Linked DNA regions of Gossypium hirsutum: region 1 is linked to region 2. A link is a contact called in public Hi-C data. All regions are on one chromosome and are shown on one strand. The core of a region is the stretch at or near the end of the contact, and the rest is flanking DNA. Distances in the headings are between cores, read along the strand shown. Region 1 holds the start of LOC121232023 (auxin response factor 2B). Region 2 overlaps LOC121232022 (signal recognition particle subunit SRP68).

Region 1 (3,360 bases), core at 649-3,148, 36 kb before region 2:
GGCATGCCATGCTGTTGCAAGCACACCAAGATGCATGCTGTGACTTGATATTACTGATGAAGGAACATTGCCCTGCTGCCTCATTGCACGTCGTACACCAACACGTAATTCTCCATTCTCGCCTCTACAAAATACAAGTCATTCTGCTTATTTATTCTCAAGCTCAATCAAAGAATTCAAACCTAAAATACCAAAATTCATAGGTCGTATGAGGAAGCAGAGAAACCTTAAAAATATAAAAGCATCCCCTGCAACAAGCCTCTTGGAGCTAACATAAACACTCCATCCACTTTGAAGCAAGTGCCTTCGTGGTTGACCTGTTATTTCCACCGACATTTAAATCAAATTGCAAGTCCAGATTGCTTAAGCAGAACAGAACCAAATAAAAGAATCCATCGCCCAGAACTTGTAAGAACATTCATGACCATTACCCCTGAAAATATGCCGGAATCGCCACTCATTTCCATGCAAATCCTTAGCAACCAACTCCTGGGTTGGAGGTTGCCGTGACATGTCCTGTTAAACAAGCACAAATAAATAAGAACCTAACTACAAAAAGGAACTATACAGGTGCTTCTGATAGACGCAAACCAATGGTGGAAGACATTCATCTGCATGCCGCCTGAGCACCGAAAACCCACCATGGGTGCTTGTATCTGAGGCAGTGAGGGTCTTGCAAAAGGAATGCACATGGAACCGTGGTGGTTGAGGCGCAGGAGGCTCCTTGTTCACAGTGTTCTCATCTTGCTGCCAAGCAAAGAACAAGCCTTTAGAAATTCAACTTCCCATCAGTTCCTAAAATAACAAAAATACCAAAAACAAAAGAGATCGAAGCTTACATTAGGCTCAGGAAGTAAAGTCACTTGAGCAAAGACTTCATCTGTATCTGGTTCAGCCTATAGAATTAAAAGCAAAAAAGTTATTCCAAAACCCAGAAAGGAAACCAAAAAAAAAAAAAAAAGAAGGTAAATAACAGTAAAAGACAAGGTACCTTTAACTGAACGTTAATCACACGACAAAGGATCTTTGATGGAAGATTATACACTGGCATCTGTTCGTCTGCTACTTGACTAGTAGACGCCTCAACCTGATTTCACCCCCAGACCAGTGGGTAAGCAAATAAAAACAAACCCGAAATAGCAACAATCGTGAAAAAAAAAAGAAACAAAGAAAATTAAAATCCACTTTCAAATCACATTCCTTTGCCAACAAAGATGAAGAACAAAACTAAAGGTAGAAGAAAACCTGTTCTATGTGACCTTGAGGAAAGTAAAACACACGATCTTGTTCACGAGGAACAGTGACCAAAGGTCCAGCACATGCATGCCATAGTTCATTATACAACGCCGATTCGGGGTCTATTAAAAATACATGCATTAAAAACAACCAAAAATCAACAACAAAGACAACAAAAGCCAGAAACTGCATGAACACACCTGTAGCCGGAGCTTGACGAGTCGAATGACCATTTTGCCCTTCCACGGTATTCCTACCATCATTTGGCTCACTATAACCAGAAGAAAAGCTCTCTCCTCCTCTTCCGTTCACACAATTCCCTTTCATAGCTACCTCCGTATTCGTCATTTTTCAAAATCTCTTTTTTAGCTCAGATCTCTCATCTGATTAACTCTCGAAAAAAAAATCATAATATCCACGAAAAATCCCTAAAAAACCTTAAATTTCACTCAAATTCACCACCAAATCTCGTTGATTAACACGTAAATCAATCAAATCACAACAACAGAATTGCAAAAAAATATAATAATCAAAGCCAAAAAATTAAAAAAGCTGAATCTCTTTTTTCTCTCTGGTTTCCTTTTTTTTTCTTTCTTTTTTGGTGTGTTTGTCTCTCTGTAACTTCCAATGGTGATAGGAAGAAGCGAATTGCAATCATTTCAACCGCGGTCAATTTCTAAACCCACTGAAAATAAACCGGCACTAACCGGTACGAATTTCTTTATTAACCGGTTATAGCCGGTTATACTTATCATTGGGCCAGCCGGATGGAGAGGAGTCAAGGTTCAAGGGGACCAGATGGAACATGTTGTAAAATTATTTATTATTTATTTTAATAATTAAATAATAATAAAATAATAAAATCCTTCATCCTCGGCTTGGATTTTAACGACGTTTACCTTTTTGGTTTTTTTTTTCGTTAGTTTTCATGAGCTCAGAGCTCTTAACAAAGCTTCTTCATTCTCTACCATGGATTTATTGATTATATTTAATATTCAATTCAATTATTTTAAATCTCGTTCAATTTATCAATATGAAACTCAATATCATGATCCGACTTATGGTTAAATTAATTAAAGCATATGTCTGAATTCCCATCAATTTAATTAAATAATTTTTTTTAAAAAATTAGTTCAATCGATTTAATTAATCAACCTGATTAATTCAACTAATTCATGGATTAAATAATCTAATCTTTCATTCTGATCCGATTATGAAAATAATGTTTAAAATTTATCTAATTTGTCCAATTAACAAGTCTAAGTTTGATTTGCTTTTATGCTATTTAAAATTTATAATCAAATCTATCATATATAATTTAATTTATATATGGGAGTGTATTTTAATAATTTCACGGTTAAAGTGATGTTTTATTAACTCATGACATCAATTCAGTAAAAACACTCCATATATAAATATAAATATTTAATATTTCATAAAAGTAAAAAAGTTTTTGGGGTAGGTTTAGATAGACGATTAGGTACAATAAGATACGTTTTAACTTACTTTTTGTATCACGCTATAGTATCATTACAGTATCTAATCTCACTGTGATCGTTGTTTTTACACTAATCGTAGCTAAATGTATTTCTCATCAAATCCACGCTTAATCATTTACCAACTAAATTATTGATGAATTGACTCAAACTTAAATAAAAAATAAAAATTATTGTAATAAAAAGATATTAAAAGGAAAATACTCTAATATGAACTCCACTAAACAGAAAATATAAAAAAAAAATCATATATTTGAAATAAAGGTAAGAAATTTTATCTCAATTACTTGGTGCTGATGGAACTAAAATTAGAGTTTTAAATGAAGTAATAAATATGAAAGTGAAAAAGTGTCAAGGATTGATTGGGTTGGCAGCAAACGACGTTTGTCTTGACGTTAGTGGGACAGTTGTTGTGTTTTTATGGGGAAGTGGTTTTGTCGTGCTATGAACAGGCAGGTTTGCTGTAAGAAAGATAATAAGCGAAAATTAGATAATAATAAAATAAAAATAAAAAAGTATGGGGATTGTGCGCCCTACCGCGCACGTTAGCTACGCTTTATTTTCTTACTTTTATTATTATTGTTTTTCCCACTGTGCAGTGCCCACTACGCCTATACTACCATGCACC
Region 2 (3,010 bases), core at 91-2,590:
TAATAGTAACAGTAATAAAATAAGTATAATAATAATATAATAATAATAATAACAATATTAAAAATAACACTCTCCCCCTTCCTTCTAAATCCGGCCATCGGTTCTGCCTTGTTCCGGTCACCGGACCCCCACGGGCCACCGTCGGCGGCACCGTGCAAGGCAGCTGGACCTAAAAAAAAATATTTTTCGGTAATTCTAAAATAGGTAAGCTTCTTCCTTTTATTTTTATTTTCGTATAAGAAAACAAAATAAAATTGAAAGGAAAACAATAAACAAAAAAGAATTTAAAACGAGAATAGACAAAAAAAACCTCTTTTGCTTTGATATTTGATTAATCTCCAAAAAAGAACTCCCCCCTTGTACAATAGTTTTGAATGGCTTTTATAGCCAACTTTTACAACTGATTGCCCTTTCTTTTTATAGGCAAGTGGGGTGATGGAGATAGTGGATGGTTTAGTGGGATGATGGAGTTAGTGGGGTGATTTAGTGGGGTGATTTAGTAGGGTGTGGGGGTGATGGAGGTAGTGGATGGTTTCTCGTATTGGGTCATGGCATAAATTAGTTGGGCTGTGTAGTGTATTTGAGTTTGGGTTTGTGAGCTTTGGGCCCGAGCATAAATTTGGTCCTACACCAAGTATTATCCTATAATCTTATACTTGATGAAAAATGCTGGTAAGTGTATTGGAGAAGAAAAAATTGGGTGATTTTGAATGCATTGATGCCACTTAGTTTTTTACTAAGAGAAATAGTTGATGAAGCATGCAATGCAAGCTTCATGTTATCAATAAAAGGAAAGGCAAATGTTTGGTAGAGAATATTGGACCATTATCTCTCTCCTTTTTAAAGGAGGAGAAAAAAAAGGTTAGGCAATGGTAATTGTATTATTGGAACAATAGACCAAATGGTCCTCCACATTTTCCTTTCTCTTAATCACACCTTTAAGAATCCAATCTCATACGTACACCCAAATTCACTTACTTTGCCTCAATTTGGAGACTTTTTTCTTCCCTTACCCAACTTCACAATTTTACTTACCAAAGTCCCTAGTAATTTAACTTCACAACAAAAATTAAATGAAGGACATGTATCTGTTATTATTATTATTATTATTTTAATATTATCTAAAAACATGTTTTAGTGTTTGTAGAGTTTTTTAACCTTAACGGATTTAGGGTTTGATTTAAGGTTTTTTTTTTAAAAAAACAAGAAGATGGAACAAAATGAGGAAGAAATGAAGAGAAAAATTGAGTTTATAATTTGCATGAATCCTATTATTCTCCACCACCATTAAAAGCTTATAATGATTTTGATCAGAGTGGTACAAGATCCATAAGCCCATTTCAGGCATGTTAGTTTAGAGGCCCAATTGCCCATCGCCTAAGGGAAGACCTTCTATAAAAATATTAATCATATAAAATGTGTAAAATATATAATATACATTTAAATAATATTTAAATTCACTAATATTATTATATATGAAATCTATCAACTTAGAATTATAATAAAAATATAAAAATTAATTGATTGTAACTCATTATTCATGTTTTGATTTATTAAATATGAGATTAAATATTTTTTAAATAATTAATATAAATTATTCATAAAATTTAATTTGAACATATAAATCATATTTTAAATATTAAAATAACATTAAAAAAATATTCCAATTTTAAATATATAATAATATATAGTTGAAATAAATTTCAAAAAGGAAAATAGTTAGAAAATTCAATATAAATATTTAAGAAACTTTACCGTTTTTTGGCTGTGAGAATTTTAATGTTAGATGATAAATAAGAATTAAAAACATGATCCACTAATGTATTTTATAAAATTTTAATTTAAGGATAAAAACCGAATTTATATATAAATTTTAGTCAATTAATTTTAACTTCAATTGTAAGTACAAAAGAATTAATTTTAATTTAACTGTATACATTTAAATTAATAAATGCATTTATTTATTTTCAGATTAAATTAATATAATTGTTTATGTACATAATATATCGATAATGTTAGTTAGTTACTATAAAAATTGAATCAAATACAAATTTCATAAAATCAAAATTCATATATGACATTATACATTAGATCAAAGTTCCTGTATAATTGTGATATTTATCCCTTTAATTTTACATGGTAAAACATCTATTTAAATATTTCCATCCAAAACTGCATTTGAAGATAAAAATATTGGCTTAACAAAATAATAATTCAAAATTAAACAAAAATTAAATCTGTAAGATCAGTCAAAATCTATTATCCATACAAGCAAAACAAATTCAGATATCTAAACTAAAATAAAAATGGATTCAGATCTCAAATTTAAGGAAATTCCGATCAGATACAATAAAACTAATATCAGAATCTGAAAATCATCCAAATAAAAAAAAACGATTTTTTACTGTCCAAAATATTTCACATCATCTCAGTCTAAATACCAAAATTTTGCAGTTAACCAAATCATGAAGTCAAACGTCAAAAGTCAAAAGCATGTGAAAAGAAAGCGGTTTTTAATTTTTGGTTCTATTCCTTTCAAATCAAATCTTACCTTGAACTGTAACTCAACCCCAAAGCCTACTAATGAAACCCTTCTTGTCTTTCTTCATCCTGTTTTCTATAGATGGGAAATCAATGGCATTATAAGCCAAGTCTAAAACGATTGGATTACGGGGTATTGACTGGAAGGCCGGCGGGAAGGGTTCTATACGCGGAACAGCTTTCACATTTGACTCACTAATTGCGGGCTCGTAGAGATCGAGTTTCTCGAGTAGGTATTTTTCCACCTGAACCACTCCAAAGCAGCATCATTACAACAATGTAGCAAAATCGGGATCATAAGCAAAACAAATTATCATGAACGAAGGAGTTTATGCAACAATGGAAATAAATGTTATCGTGATAATTTCTATAGGATTCAAAATTAGTTAAGGATGCCAGTGGGTATTATGCAATTTCTACAAAATCCAAATCTAAATATGCAAATCTGCTTAATATTTGCATTAAATCT

Evidence for each region. A called contact is a pair of places that touch in the nucleus more often than the background predicts.
Region 1: a contact with region 2 is called in a Hi-C map of leaf, with 5 times the contacts expected there. The contact joins the promoter of LOC121232023 here to the enhancer-like site in region 2. A contact is called at or near these places in 20 of 34 Hi-C or Micro-C datasets (anther, callus, fibers and 4 more).

What each region holds. Positions count from the first base shown.
Region 1 is chrA07:6,105,216-6,108,575 of Gossypium_hirsutum_v2.1, reverse strand. It overlaps LOC121232023 (auxin response factor 2B), which reads right to left and starts at 1,898. Exons shown (of 14, transcript XM_041117352.1): 1 at 1,437-1,898; 2 at 1,246-1,358; 3 at 992-1,087; 4 at 840-896; 5 at 592-747; 6 at 432-516; 7 at 227-317; 8 at 1-124. The coding sequence starts at 1,584.
Region 2 is chrA07:6,069,166-6,072,175 of Gossypium_hirsutum_v2.1, reverse strand. It overlaps LOC121232022 (signal recognition particle subunit SRP68), which reads right to left. Exons shown (of 14, transcript XM_041117349.1): 14 at 2,292-2,786. The coding sequence ends at 2,565. Among protein-coding and RNA genes, the nearest start is that of LOC121232022, 7.3 kb to the right of the region's middle. Within about 2 kb of position 1,340, at least 4 of the 9 cell types and tissues checked have an H3K27ac peak or open chromatin away from gene starts, as enhancers often do. A contact at or near this core is called in fibers and leaf, where this site is marked.